Regions from separate parts of the Oryctolagus cuniculus genome. Here region 1 is linked to region 2. Evidence: chromatin contacts called from public Micro-C data. All regions are on one chromosome and are shown on one strand. Each heading gives the region's core, a stretch centred on a gene start, on an enhancer-like site or on the middle of the called end of the contact. The rest is flanking DNA. Distances are from core to core; before and after follow the strand shown. Region 1 holds the start of BIN1 (bridging integrator 1). Region 2 holds the start of LOC127491632 (a long non-coding RNA gene).

The links. Hi-C and Micro-C count contacts between places; a contact is called where the count stands out from the background.
Region 1: a contact with region 2 is called in a Micro-C map of ear pinna, with 3 times the contacts expected there. The contact joins the promoter of BIN1 here to the enhancer-like site in region 2. A contact is called at or near these places in 2 of 6 Hi-C or Micro-C datasets (ear pinna and psoas muscle).

Annotation. Positions count from the first base shown.
Region 1 is chr3:122,457,940-122,465,154 of mOryCun1.1, forward strand. BIN1 (bridging integrator 1) reads left to right here and starts at 2,322. Exons shown (of 14, transcript XM_051848804.2): 1 at 2,322-2,662. The coding sequence starts at 2,579.
Region 2 is chr3:122,374,997-122,382,238 of mOryCun1.1, forward strand. LOC127491632 (a long non-coding RNA gene) reads left to right here and starts at 6,499. Exons shown (of 2, transcript XR_011387346.1): 1 at 6,499-6,705; 2 at 7,111-7,242. Within about 2 kb of position 1,920, at least 2 of the 8 cell types and tissues checked have an H3K27ac peak or open chromatin away from gene starts, as enhancers often do.

The DNA.
Region 1 (7,215 bases), core at 1,072-3,571, 83 kb after region 2:
CATCCTGGGAGGCAGCAGATGTTGGCCCAAGTACTTGGGTCCCCACCCTCTGTGTGGCTGGCCCCAGTGGGGTTCTCAGCTCCTGGCTTCAGCCTGGCTCAGCCCTGGCTGTTGAGGGCATTTGGGAAGTGAACCAGCAGGTGGAAGATATCACTTTCGCCTGTCACTCTGCCTTTCAGATAAATCAATCTTCAAGAACTTAAAAAAATTATGCACCTCAAAGCTAGAATTTTAAATTTCCAATGTACCCTCTAGTGCTTCCATGTTTAGAAATGTGTTTCTAATCGACAGAATGGAGAAAGAATCCCATTCCTTCAAAACAGAGCTACGGTTCTTCTTATGAAAGCTATTGGGAGCATTACAGAGTGTTTAGGAAACTGAGGGAAAAAGAGCAACCACGATGCCTAGAACCTGACAGCTACTTCTTTCTGTTATGCACAGCTCCTTCGCATCTCTGACGGCGGTCATGCAATTTATTTATTTTTTTTTGTGGTTGCAAGGACACTGCATGTACAATTTCCTGTCTTCTTCCTTTGCACTCAGAATTATCCCATACGCATTGTTCTCTCGCGGTCACCTCCTTTCCACGTCTGTGGGCCCCTCCCCGCACTGAGCTCTCACAGCCAACCCTGTCCTGCTGGCGGACATTGCAACTTTTCTGTCCAGTGAGGTTTTGCAACACCAAAGTCCAATGAAGCAGAATTCCCTGAGGGTGGATGGTAGCACAACTGGACTTCTCATTTCCTCCTTCCTCAACACCGTGTTTGGAAGAAATGTCTTTGAGAGAATGGCCAGGAAAACCGCAGAGATAAAACGGGGAGGGAAGAGACCACAAGGTGAAAACATGGTGGGCTCCCAGGAGGAAGCGGCCTCAGAAACCGCAGGCTGTGGGGGTTTGGTTCCTGTCAGTCACAGATGGAGGCAGGAGCTTATGGTATTTCCGTCAAGTGTTGTTCCTTCCAGGAGAGCCAGCATGGGAGTGGATCTCAGCTGAGCTACCTCTGTCTGCAGAGGAGGCCTTGGAGGGGGCTACTAATTAACATCTGGAAGAATGAGTAGCCAGAGAAAGCTGCCCATGCTGGGGCCAGCATTGTGGCACAGCAGGTTAAGCTGTTGCCTGTGACGCCAGCATCCCATATGAGCTCCTGATGCAGTCCTGGCTACTGGTCCAGCCCCCTGCTGGGTCCCTGTACCCATCTGGGAGACTCAGATGGAATTCCATGCTCCTGGCTTTGGCCCTGACTCAGCTGATGTGAACCAGTGGATGGAAGACCTCTCTCTGTCTCTCCCTCCCTGTAGCTCCGCCTTTCAAGTAAGTAAATACATCTTAACAGAGAAAAAGAAAGTTGCCTCAAGTGGTCCAAGAGGCTCGGCGTGTGGTCTGTGAAGGCCCCTCTATTCACCCAGAAAATCTCTCGGAGACACCCACCCATCTAACAGCTCTGCTTCTCTCTCTGGGTGCCCTGTGGGACCCAAACCCACACCCTGGGCATGGCTGAGCCTCTTCAGCAAGACCCACATCTGCTTTGCATCCGCCCCCAGATCCTGAGATCTTGTAGGCAGCTGACTTGTTTTTGAGGGTGGAAATCAGCAGACCCAGCCCGCATTGATTTGTTTAGAACGAGTGGCATCGTCCCGTTGACAAAGCTGGCCAGCGGACAACAATCTTATCTTCTTTATAAGGCACGAGGGAGTGGGGCTCAGTTTCCCGAGGCCTCCCGGTGCGTCCAGGTGCACGGTTGGGGGTGCAGATCTCTTGGCGTCTCAAGTGTGAAAGGGCAGCGGCAGCCCCTACCTTCTAGGGCCATCGAGGCCGCTGAGTGAGTCACCCAACCCAGCGCCGGGCACGCAGCCGGGGCTCAGTGGCGTTCGCTCGTTGTCTTGGTAATCAGTGGCAAACTGGAAGGACGGGCGCCTGGCTGGCACCAATCGGGCGTCCCCGAGGGTTCACCTGCGCCGCTCCAGGCCGGGAGGAAGCGGCGTGGCGCGACCCGGGGCAGGCAGAGGGCGCTGCGGGCGGCTGCGCTCGCCACGCAGCCGGCGTCCCGCACTGCGCGCTCAACTTCACCTCGGAGTTTTCCGGGCTCCGTTCCTTCCCTCCCCACCGGGCCTCCTCTTCCCAGGCTGCAGGAGGTGACTGCTGGGGAGGAGGGAGGACCAAGCCGACCCGGGACTCTGGGTTGCGGTGTTCGTGCCTGCCGCGGGGCGGTGTCCCCGGAGTTCCCAGGAGCCCCGCGCGCGCCACTCCCTCCTCCTTGCGCGGTTCCGGCGCCCGCAGTGGCCCTTTAAAAGGCAGGGTCTTGTCCAGCGGGGGCGGGCGGGGGGCGCTGACCACCGCCCCCGGGGGCCCGGCCCCTCCCCTCCATCCCGGCCCCTCCCCCGCCCTCGGCGCGTCCCTCCCTCGGTCCCCGCGTCGCTCGCCGGGCGCACGCTCCGCCTCCGCCAGTCGGCCGGGCTGTGTGGTGCGCGGCGTGGAGCGGGAGCCGGACGCGCGGCTGGGGCTGGGGGCTGGGAGCGCGGCGCGCACGGCCTCCCCGCGCGAGATAGGCGCCCGCCACCGGGCGAGGCCGGCGCCGAGATGGCAGACATGGGCAGCAAGGGGGTGACGGCGGGGAAGATCGCCAGCAACGTGCAGAAAAAGCTCACCCGCGCGCAGGAGAAGGTGAGCGCGCCCGAGCACCGGCCACCTGTCCTCCCCTCCCCACTCGGGGCTGGTTCTCACCCGGGGTCCGGCACTGTCACCTCCGGACGACCACTACCCAGGGCCTTCGGGGGTCCCCGGGCTGCGGCCCCCAGGCGTTCTGCGCGCGCCCTCTTCGGCTCGCGTCCTTGTCTCCTCGCCCGGTGCCGGGGCCGGGGCAGGCGCGGGCGCAGCAGTCCCTTCACCCACCCCTCCTCCAGCCGCTTTGTCCCTTCGCCGCTCTCCCGCAGGGAAGTGGCGGCCTCGCTCCGGGCTCCTCTCCGGGAGGGCAAAGCCGGCTGACCCCGCCCCGGAGGCCGCGGCCGGGGAGGCTGGGAGGCGAGGTGGCGACCCCCAGGGCTCCAGGCCCACGCGGCCAGTCCGGCCTGTCCTCCCGACCCCCGGAACACCAGCGCCGGGACTGCCGAGGCTGCTGCCCGGCGCCGGTGGTGGCCTCCTTCCTACCGCCTCTCTACCTCCGTAAGCCGCGGGCCAGAGCAAGGATCGGTTTCCTTTCTCGAGAGGTGCCTGCGGCCTGGGAGCTCCAGCCGGGCCCCGCAGGGGGCCTCACGTTCCCAGCGGCCCGGGAGCGGGTGGCGGCGGCGCCGGCTGTGGGAGCCCCCGGCGGACCCGGGTAGGGAGGGGCGTGTAGTGCGCCGCGGGAAACCCGAGCCCTCCGAGCGGGGCGCGACTCGCGGCTGGCCCGGGGAGATGGATGGAGCCGGGACTCCCGGGGGGCACCTGACTGTGCAGGAAATGCGGGGGGATGGCGGGGCTGGGGGTGCGCGCTGGCCGGCCCTGTTATCTCTAGCCACCTCGGGTGTATTGAATTGGATCAGGCCAGCTGCTGACGCCACTTCCCCTGCTGATCCCGTCTCTGAAATCTGAGAGAGCAGAATCCCCTCTTCTGGCAGGGGGGGCTCCTCGGAGCCTGGCGGTCAGATGGGCCTGAAGCCTCCGCAGCCCCTTGCTAGCGCGTGGGGACCCAGGACGGGCCGGCCTCCCCCTGCCAGGCCTTGCGGCTGTTTATAAACACTGACTTTCTCCCTAAGGATGCAACCACGTGATGGGGGGGGTGCTAGAGCGCCCCTGTGCCTCCCTGGGAGTCCTCCTGCTCATCCTTGTGTTCCCGGCTAAGGAGTGGGTGGGTGTGCGTGCAGGGATAGGCCCGCAGCCAAGCACCAGATCTAACCAGGCCCAGTTCCCCTACCAGGCCGAGAGGAGGAGGGGTTAGAGCCCCCAGTAGCTGGCGGGGGAGGGGGGGCTGGGAAGCCTTCAGGTGGGGTCCCTCTGCCTCTGTCTCCCCCAATGACAAGGTAATCCACGGAAGTGCCTGCAGCCCTGGGCCTGAGCCTGCTTCCTGCTCCTCAGGGTCTCAGGAGATGAATGGGAGGCCGGGACCAGCTCCCCGCCCCCACCACACTCGCTCCTCTTGCTCTTGGTGTGTCCCTCGGCCCCTGGCTGCCTTTTTGCTGCAGCAGCAGTGTCTTTGATGTGGTTCTGGGAGCAGTAGGCAGGGGCAGGGGCAGTTAGCCATGGAGGACTGACCCCCTGGGCGGCCGGCCCTCCCTCTCCAGCCCCTGTTCTGTGGCCACAGGCAGTTGGCCGACAGCTGCTCAGCTGAGTGGATGCTGCGGGGAGCCTGGGACTGCAGCTGCCTGGTGCTCCAGCTGCTCTCCACGCCGTCAGGGACCCTGCCTCCAGCAGAAGCCAAGCCAGCTCCACAGGCCTCCTGACCCCTCCTGAAAGTAGAGTAGCCTTCCTCCCTCCCCCCCTTTCTTGGCCCAGCTGCAGGCTCTGCTCCCAAAAAGTCCTGTGCCTCCAACTACAGCAGCCTTTCCCTGCTTGCCTTCTGCTGCTCGGAATCCACATCACAGCCCTCTTGCAGCCCGGGTACCACTAACCAGGCTGCCTTCCCAGCACCTTCTGGTGGTGCTAATTCCACGTCGAAATCCCGCGGCCCGAACCCTTGTGTCTTACAAGCTTCCCGGCCACTGGCCCCACCTTGCCTTCATCCTCCCCACAAGTAATGGGACCATTCCATTCCCCCTGTTGCCCTGATGGGGGGCAGGGCAGAGGGAATCTTCTTACTTTTTCTTTTGGTCCAGGACTCAGAGGGTGATGGCATGGTCAAGGGCAGCCTGCCCGGCGGGGTCACTGAGCCCACTTTCCTCTGAGTCTCTCTGTGGACACCCCCCGCCCTGGTGGTGGGTTCCCATAGGCTCTCCTGGGCAGATTTCTTTGTGTGTGCCTTTGGGCGTTCACCTGGCCCCATTAGGCGTGTTTGGGGGCTTGTCTTGGTGCCCTGGTGCAGGCCTGCGAGTGGGCGTCCTCCCTCATTCATCATCTCCTGCCTTGACACCTGCTGGGGAGCCCCCTTCCCTGGCTGAGCCCCTGGAAGGCTGTCTCAGGCAGGGTGCAGTGACTGTGGCCTGCACTGAGCTGACTCTCAGGAGGTCTTGTCCCATACTTCTTGCCTCCAAGCCACCCCCAGAGTGCCTGGGTGCAGAGTGCGTGCCTGGAGTTTGGGCCTGTGGGTGCCATGAGGTCATCTTCCCATTGCGTTTGGCTTGTCGGACCCTCTATAAATGACTGTGTCCATTTTTGGGCCTTGAAAGGTGACTGGGCAAAGCCAATTCAGGGTGGGGCTTGGGTCAGATGACAGAAAGGATTAGAGGCTGGCGGGCTGGGCCCCTGGCTGGAGTTGGGGTGGAGGAGTGGCTGGGGAGAAGGACAGCTGGGGTAGGGTGGGGGTGGAATCGGGCCTGCTGGCCCCTCGAGGGCTGCCTCCCCCCGGAGTCCTCAAGGAGCCAAGTTGACTGAGGCTGGCCTGGTTCTGGTGGGGTTGGGCTGGTGATGAGTATGGGAGCGAGGAAGACCCTGGCTAGCATGGGAGCTGAGGGGTGCAGGCTGGACACTGGGGAGGTGCAGGGCCAGGGACTGCCTGTGCCTGGCCCAGGGCTGGCATGTGCTCCTAGAGGAAAGTGCAGGGGGGAGGTTATTTATAGGACCCTGACACATGGCTGTGAATCACACCAGGCCCATGGGCATGGTCAAGGTCTCAAGCAGCAGCATGTAGGAGCCAGGCCTGTGCCCAAGCCCTTTCCTCACATTGGCCTTAGGAGTAGTCAGGCTATTCCCAGAGTGGGTGCACAGGTGCCCCTTTACCAGAAGGGGCATCTGGGGCCCTTAGGCTGGAGCCAGAGCCCCTCCCAGGCCTGGGGCTCCACCTACCTGTATTTTGCATGTGCTCCGCCCCCTTCTCCCGCCCTGGTCCAAAGCTGCTGCCCTCCACCCATTCCCTGTCTTTCCATCTGCCGTCCACCTCTTTCCTTGTACCCCTCTGGCCGCCTCCCTGTCTCTCTTGCTCTGAGCCTCTTTTCTCTGAGCTGCTCTTTTCCCTTGCTTGTCAGCAGTCATGGCTCAGCTTCTCCCTGTGCCTGAGTTATTTATGGGAGAGGGCTCATGTTGCCTGCTGGAGGGGATTTTGAGCTGAGCATACCCTCTGGGGTGGGTGGGTGGGAGTGTCTGGGGCCTGTGGCCCTGTGGCTCTTGCAGGTGGGGGTGGGGAGGCTGGACACCGGACCCCCAAGATCTCCATGAGCCCCCTTGGCCCTGGGTGGCCTCAGCACAGGGGAGACTGGTGGCTCATGGTTGAAGTCTTGCAAAGGCTGTCCTGTCCTGGATGGGGAGAGGAGGCAGAGTTTGCTGGGCTGTGTGGGAGAAGGAGAAGGAGATTCCAGGAGGTATGGACCCACGTGCAGATCAGGGGGTGAGAGAGGCAGGGATGCCAGCTCTCCTACAGAGGAGGGTGTACGGGCATAAGATTTGGGCTGGATTTTTATCAACTTTTGAATGCTGGGGAAATTCAAATATCCCACAGGTTGTCAGGGAAGCCGAGGCTTGAAGCCCTTTCTCCTCTTCCTCACAGATGCCCCCTCAGGGATCCCTTGTCACCCTCACTCTCTGGCCTCTGCTCCTCACAAGCTGTGTGACTTGGACCACAAGTGCGGGATGGGCTTCTTTCTGTGCTAAGGTTCTAGAATCCCCAAGTCCCATCTGCTGGCTACAGAGCATGCATGGGCTCTGAGGTGCCCCCAGCCGCCTGTAGGACCTTCCTGGATGAAGTGGGGATGATGATCTCTCTTCCTCCATGTGTTGATAGGTACCAGGCACACAGCAAGTGCTCATTAAATGCCAGCTCTGTGGCAGCACTAGCAAGCCCACACCGGGAGTCCCCCCTCCCCTAGAAGTGTCCATTACAGGCCTCCATAGACAGCTAATCCCTGCTGAGCCCTGGGCTGCTCGGGGCTTAGGATGTTGTCACAGCCCTGGGATGGTGTGTGTGTGCGCATGCGTATGCATGTGTGTGGTATGTACAGGGGCAGCCTGCGGGTGGGCGGAGGGCCTGGGGCTTGGACTCAGTTTTGTTGGGAGAATCTTGCATCCTGCACAGCAGCTCCCCTCCCTGGGCTTTCCTTGTCTCCATTGGTACGGTGATGATGATGGGGTCTGCCTAGTCATCCGTTCATTGA
Region 2 (7,242 bases), core at 670-3,169:
GGCCCTCAAAGTCAATGTTGACACACAAAGACTCGGAGCCAAACCACCAGGCTCTGTGTCTCAGGGGCAGAAACCCAGCTCTGGGGGAAGTGCTTTTGTTCCTGCCAAATGCTTTGCTTCCCACAGAACTGATCGCTCAGCTCTTCCTATAATAAAATCCTTCCAAAAGAACTCTGCTGGCTCATGTGTCTTTGAGTCTCCTGAGGAGCCTGCGAGGAGCCGGATCCCTGCACAGAGGCGGATGTGGGACAGAAGTCTCTGTGCAGGGAGCACCTGTCGCCAAGTGAGTAAGTGCTGGCTGCCAGGGCACGTGGTACAGGCACCGTGGGTGCTCCCCAGGCATGCAGCGTGGGTTTGTAGGATGTCAGCTTGTGTTAATGTCACCACACATGGATTTTAAATTACAGGCTTAGTGCAAACCCAGGATTACTATGTCCCTCCCAGAGCCTGGGTCCCTTTGGGTCTGAGTCACGAACCTACGTGGGATTAGAGCAGCAATGGCAGGTGCAGATCCAGGGACCGCCCCCCACTCAAAGATGTTTGAAACTGTTTTCTGTGCAAGAGAAAACATGGCTGGAGTATATTTTTTTACAACTATTTTAAAATAGGAACCAAATAAAAAAAATGGGCTTTTGGTGGAGGGAGGGAGGGAGGGAGGGAGAGAGAGAGAGAGAGAAATTAACACCTTCCTTGAGGGCCTGGAAGCCATGGAGCTCCCTGAGTAAGTGCCCCTGCCTAAGGGAGGTTGGTGCAGAAGCTGCCGGCAATGCATTGTAAGCACCCACACATCGGAGCAGGTGGGTAAGATACATTCTCTTCACTGCTGTCCCGGGGACCCCTCTCCCCCATCCCATCTGAGGCTCCTGGGATGTGTCGGGCTTGGGGATGCACACAGGGCTCTGGGGTGTACCCTGATCTGAATGTTGTTCAGTCTTTGACCTTGGCAAGAACTCAAGGATCCCAAGGTATTTATGTGAAAGCCAGGGATGGTAATAGCTATGAGAGTTGTTCAAAAAATGCATGGAGAATGCATGGTATGAAAAATAGATGCAGGGCTTTCAAAGGCATTTTGCACTAAAATAAACTTTTTTTTTTTTTTTGACAGGCAGAGTTAGACAGTGAGAGAGAGAGAGACAGAGAGAAAGGTCTTCTTTTTCCTTTGGTTCACGCCCAATGGCTGCTACAGCTGGCCCTGCGCCGATCCGAAGCCAGGAGCCAGGTGCTTTTCCTGGTCTCCCATGGCGTGCAGGGCCCAAGCACTTGGGCCATCCTCCACTGTCCTCCCGGGCCACAGCAGAGAGCTGGACTGGAAGAGGAGCAACCAGGACAAGAATCCAGGGTGCTGGCGCCGCAGGTGGAGAATTAGCCTAGTGAGCCACGGTGCAGGCCAAAATAAATGTTTTTTGTAATTCCGTTTTCCACGAATTTTTCTGACTACCCTTTGGTGCCTGATAAGCATACACCAAGCCTCTGGCATATGGCTGGGCCTCAGTAAAGGGTCCCAAAGGCACCTCTGTCTGCGTTTGCCTGCACAAAATAACTGCCCAGTGTCCTTGCAACGGGTTAAACAGGAGGATGGGGTGCCGTTTGAGGTCCGAGTGCCAAGTTAGAGTGGTGCCTTGGTGCCACAAGGAGACTGCATCATGGAACCACATACGCCTGTAAGATTGATCTTGGGCGATCGTGCCATTCTGGATCATGGCTCAGCATGTGGCATGGTGGGCAGGCTCAGTCAGCGGCTGCTTGGGACTGACAAGGGCAGGGCTTCGCGGGGTGACTCCAGCCACCACGCCCAGGCTCCCCCTCTGGGGCAGTACTGGCCTCCTGGAGCCTGGCCCACGATGTAAATGTTTGGGTCATCTCTACGCTCTTCAAGGCGGCTTTCTCCCTCTTCCTCCTCTCCTGCTTTTCCTCTTTCCCTGGGGACCTCCGCTGAGTCACAGGCTCCGCCCACCCGGCGCTTCTGCACCCTGCTGCCCTCTGGCCCGGGCTGCTCCCTGTGGTTTTCTGAGCCGTGCATCCTTTCAGCTTGTGCTGGAGCCAGCGCAGCTCGGCAGCCTGTGCTGGAGCTGGTCCAGAGCACACTGGCTCCTGGGAGCTGACGGTTGTTGGAAGCGATTGTAGAAACCTGCCGTGGCAGAAGTGTCCGCAGTGGAAGCCAGCACACACTGCTGCCGTGGCTCTGGTGGCCACCAGCTCGTGTTGGGCTAACCCTAACGGTGCAGGTAGCGAGGGTGGGAGGGTAGGGGCATTGGAATGGAACACAAGAAGGAAACCATGACTTCTCCTTGAGCGACAGCTGTGGGTGAGCAGTTTACTTGCTTGAGGCTGCAGGTGCTGGGCGCCTGCGTGGTGTATCTGCTGCATGAGGGAGGGACTGTCCATAGGGGCAGGCTGGGCCAGCTTTGATTTGGGCTCCTTCAAGCCCCCAGCATTGCACACTTCTCCCGCGGGAGGCTGCTCTCCTCTCTTTCTCTCGCTGTGTCTGTCTCTTATGCCTTGCCCAGCATTCTCAGGACTATGCCCAAATGCACCCAGCAGCCTGGTCTGTGAGTTTTTACTTGCCATTTGCAATTCCCTGTGCTAAAGCTGAGGTGGATGAGGTTGGTGGGGCTGAGTATGTTCTCAGAAATCAAGACATTGATCTAGGGTGGGCATTTAGCCTAGAGGTTAGGAGGCTGTGCCTAGGCTATGCCTAGGCCAGTGTCCCATATTGGAGTGCCATGGCTGCCTGCACCTTCCTTGGAAGGCAGCAGTGATGGCCGATCCCCACCTAGGGCAGCTGTGAGCATTTAGTGAAGTGACCAGCAGATGGCGCTCTCTCTGTGTGTCTCAAATGAAAATAAGTAAACGGAAAGACATGGATCCGGATTTGTCTCAAAAGTGACTCTATTATGAAGCTCCTACTATGTGCTAGGTTATGAGAGGAGGGAGAGGAGAATGTTGGCCGGTGGACACAAAATGGGAATCACACATGCAATTTTGAACTTTCTGGCAGCTCCCTTGAAAAACACAAGGTCAAATTAATTCCCATACCACATGTTATGAAACACAGTATAACCTAAGTGTTACAGAGAGAGGGAGGGGGGGAGAGATATCATCCATTTTCTGGTTCATTCCCTAAATGACTGAAACAGCTGCAGCTGGACCAGGCTGAAGCCAGGAGCTGGGAACTCCATCCGGGTCACCCACACAGGTGGCAGGGACCCACGTACTTGGGCCTTTTTCCAATGCTTTCCTAAGCACATCAGTAGGGAGCTGGATCAGAAGTGGAGCAGCCAGGGCTTGAACTAGCGGCGTCTCCAGCAGTGACTCAATGCACTGAGCCACAATGCCAGCCCCGAGCAGAATTCTAATGATGAAATCACAGGTTATGAAGCTCAGTCCATGAAGATCAGCTTTTGTAGCCTGGGTTGGACTTTCCCAATGTTAGCAGGTAGAACACTAGTTCTGTGGCACAAACACAGCCCTATGACCCTATTAACATTTTCTGCTGCCAACGCAGAAAACATGTGGAGAACTGTCAGATTTCTCTACTGCAGGACTTCTCAGAGCCTTCAGAATACCAAGATACGTGGTGAGTCTCTGAAAGTGGGATGGAGCCAGAGTTTCCCAAATTTATTTGGCTGCTCAAGCTTTGCTGCAGAGCACCCCGTGGAAAGATGGGAACATCTCCGTAGGCTGCCTACTATATACGCTAATTCTTTGCAAATCCCATGGAAGCGCAGGTGTTGTGGTGCAGTGGATTATGCCAATACTTGGGAGACCCACATCCTGTACTGGAGTCCTTGGTTCAAGTCCTGGCTACTCCATGCTTCTAATCTGGCTTCCTGCTGATGGACATCCTGAAAGGCAAGCAGAGGATGGCTTAAATAGTTGGGTTCCTGCCACTCATGTAGGAAAGCCAATGGAATTACTTGCTGCTGGGGTCAGTGCTGTGGCATAGCAGGTTAAGCCAGTGCCTGCAGTGCAGGCATCCTGTGTGGACGCTAGTTCAATTCCAGGCTGCTCCTCTTCCAATCCAGCTCCCTGCCCCAGGTTCTCTCTTTTTTTAAACAACTCACTCAAGCAGGAACTGACCAGGGCCCCTGGGAACTACATTAATCCCTTCTGCAGGCAGTGCAGCCCCCATGACCTAATTATCTTGCCCCAAGCCCCACCTCTTAAAGGCTCCACCACCTCCCAACACCACCACGTTGAGGGCCAATGTTCCCACACCTGAACCCCTGGGGACACACCACTGCCAATTCCCAGCAAGGGAAGACCCAGAACTTGAGAAAAAGTAACCCCTTGTCTGTTCCCAGCACTTCTCTCTCACTACGTCCAAGGAGCTGAGTCTTGGCTTTTCCACGTGTCCCTGCCGAATGTGGTCTTTGCTGGCTTCAGCCTGGTGTTCTGCCCACGGGACCATTTTCCTATCCTAGTTTTGTTACCTCCAGTGTGGAGTGACTCTGCTGGCGTGGGGAGACTCTTCACAATTTTGGCTGCCACACTTTCTACATTTGTGTGCGTCATTGACAAAAGCCTGTGGAACTGACTGTTCCAGCCCTCCCCAGCCTGGGGGTGGGGGAGCCTGGTCCCAGCTGTCATGGTTGGAGTCCCCCCACGGAGGGCATTTGCCCCCCTTGCTGAGCCTCTCAGCCTCTCCCTGGGCCACACACAGCTCTCTGGGGTCAGTGCTGTCTGCACCTGAGCTGGCAGCTCACCCCAGCTATCGTTGCCTTGTGCAGCAACCTCCTTCTGCCCCATGGCACCTTACTGGGTTTGGTGTGGAAGTGGGGAGAAGCCCCATCTCCCCTACTCTGAGTCTCTCTTGTCTCCTGACCCCTGGTCCTTGAAAATAGTGCAGAGAGGACGGGCATTCACTGCTGTGGTAAGACACCCCCTGGGACTCCCCTGTCCCATATGGGAGTGCCGTGTTTAAGTCCTGACTCTGCTTCCAATTCCAGCTTCCTGATCATGTGCACTCTGGGAGGTAGTAGGTATTGGCTCAAGTACTTGGGTTCCTGTCACCCGTTTCACAGACCTTAATGGAGTTCTTGGCTCCTGGATTCAGCCTGGCCTAACCCCAACTGTTACAGGCATTTGAGGGAGTGAAACAGCAGATGGAATCAATCTCTGTCTCTGTCCCTCTCTTCCTGTCTGCCTTTCAGATCAGTAACTAAATGAATATAAAAAGGAAAATAAAGCACAGACACCTTGCTGTCCACCTACCTCCTCCCGACTTCTGTCCCTAGGGACCCTGCAAAAAATTTTGCATAAGATGACTTCTCTGGGGGACTGCCTGGTTGCTCTGACCCCCCTCCATTTAGTTTAGGACAACCACAGCTGAAGAATGGCTGCCTTTTGCCTTGTGTTTACTGTTCTGGGATCTCTCTCTCTCTCTTCCTCTCTCTCTCTTTCTCAGCACAGCCCCTGAGATATTGTTATTAGTCCCAGTTTTCAGATAAAAAAACCTGAGATGTTAACTAGCTTACTCAAAACTATAGTGATGGTATGTCTCTCATCTCCATTTGAATGCAATTGTCCATGCATTCATCAGGTATTTGCTGGACACCTGCTACCTGCTGTCTGCCTCCAGACCCTCTCACACTGGTGAGAGGACCCAGGGCAGGGAGAGCCACAGGTGGGTGGGTAGAAACCAGACCCCTGGGAGGGGGCACCTTCTGCTTCTGTCCCACCACTAGATGGGGCTGTTAGCCTTGCTGTCCCAGGCCAGTGCCCACGGGCGTGAACCCGTTGGCCCTAACCAAACTAGGACAACATGCTAAAACAGCCAGGAAGCCCCAGCTGGGGTGCAGAGGGGACCAGAGCCTAATGGGATTGGAGACTCTGTCTCACGACCTGTGTTTTGATTTCTCAGAGGTTGCAGCCATGGAAGACTCTAGAAGATGGGTGGTCTAGGGAGACACAGGAGGATGGACCCTAAGCCCAGCTCCATTGGATGGAGATAATCATGGAATTGTGGGCTGAAATTTTAAGTGCTTTGGTTCCTCCACCCCCACCCACCCCCCGGAAAATTTAATTCTGAAAAATTCCAATTCTACAGAAAATTTGAAAAAAGTACAATGAACTTCCATTTTTGCTTCACCAAGAGCCAATATTTGTTAACATTCAGCATCGTGTGTGCATCTGTGTGCATGCATGTGAGTGCATGGGAACCACTGGAAAACCAGCTACAGACAGCATGCCACTTCCCCCTGAACCTTTTAACACACACCTCCTAAGCACAGGGACATTCTCCAACATAACCACCCTCTGTAGGTGTGATCTCAGTGATATCACTCTTTAAGAGAAGAATGGAAGGGAAAAATGTGCTGGGCTTGAGAACCTGAGAAACCTCCAGTGAGGCTTGCTTGCCAAGAGTGAGAGCACGCGGAAGCCAGCTTATTGGGTCATCCCTGCTCCACGAGCTTGGAGAGCCACGTCAGGCACACCCTGTGCTCACATCAGGACTTCATCATCCCTGATATGTGTCTCGGGTGAGTCATCTGGCTGCAGAAGATCGAATTCCTCCCAGGGAACGGTGACGAAGGCAGGAGTTTGTCTTTTGCTTTTTCATCTGCTTGCTCCTCTGTCAGGTTTTGAAGGAGCACGATCATTCAGAAGTCTAATGGTTTCCTGGCAGGAGTCACTGCAGACCGTGTGGTTACATCTTGCTCTTTGGTAGAGAAATGAGGAGTAAACTTCTATCCTTGTGAACGTGTGAGTAGTTAATGGATGGTGACGTCAGATCCCTTTGCAGGGACGGCACGTTGGGCAGGTGCCTACTCTATGTCCAGAGTGTGTGAGGCTGTGAAAAAATGGAATTAAGAAATAAATTTATGCCGATGCAAAACATTCAAACCCACACACAGTTTCATAGAACAGATTTCCCTGAACTTTTTGAAAGTGTGCATTGTGGATGGGGAGGGCCAGTTCTCTCCATTCCTCCAACAGCAGCCATGCTTCATTGATGAAGGAGTATTGCCTACAGATGGAAACTTACCATGGGCCTTCCTTAAACTGTCATCTTCTTGGGTGATTTTTTAAAAAATTGCTGCTCGAATCTTCTATTTTGTGTCAGTCTTTGTTGACTCATCTTTTCACTGCTTTCTTTCCATGTTTCAGAAAGAAAAATGAGTTTCCGTGCCAGTGGTAGGAATTACAACGTTCAGTTTAGAATCTGCAGTGCCATCTCTTACGTCGTAACCAAGACGATGGGACCAACTTTCGGCAGTGACAGATGACTCATGCTTGAAG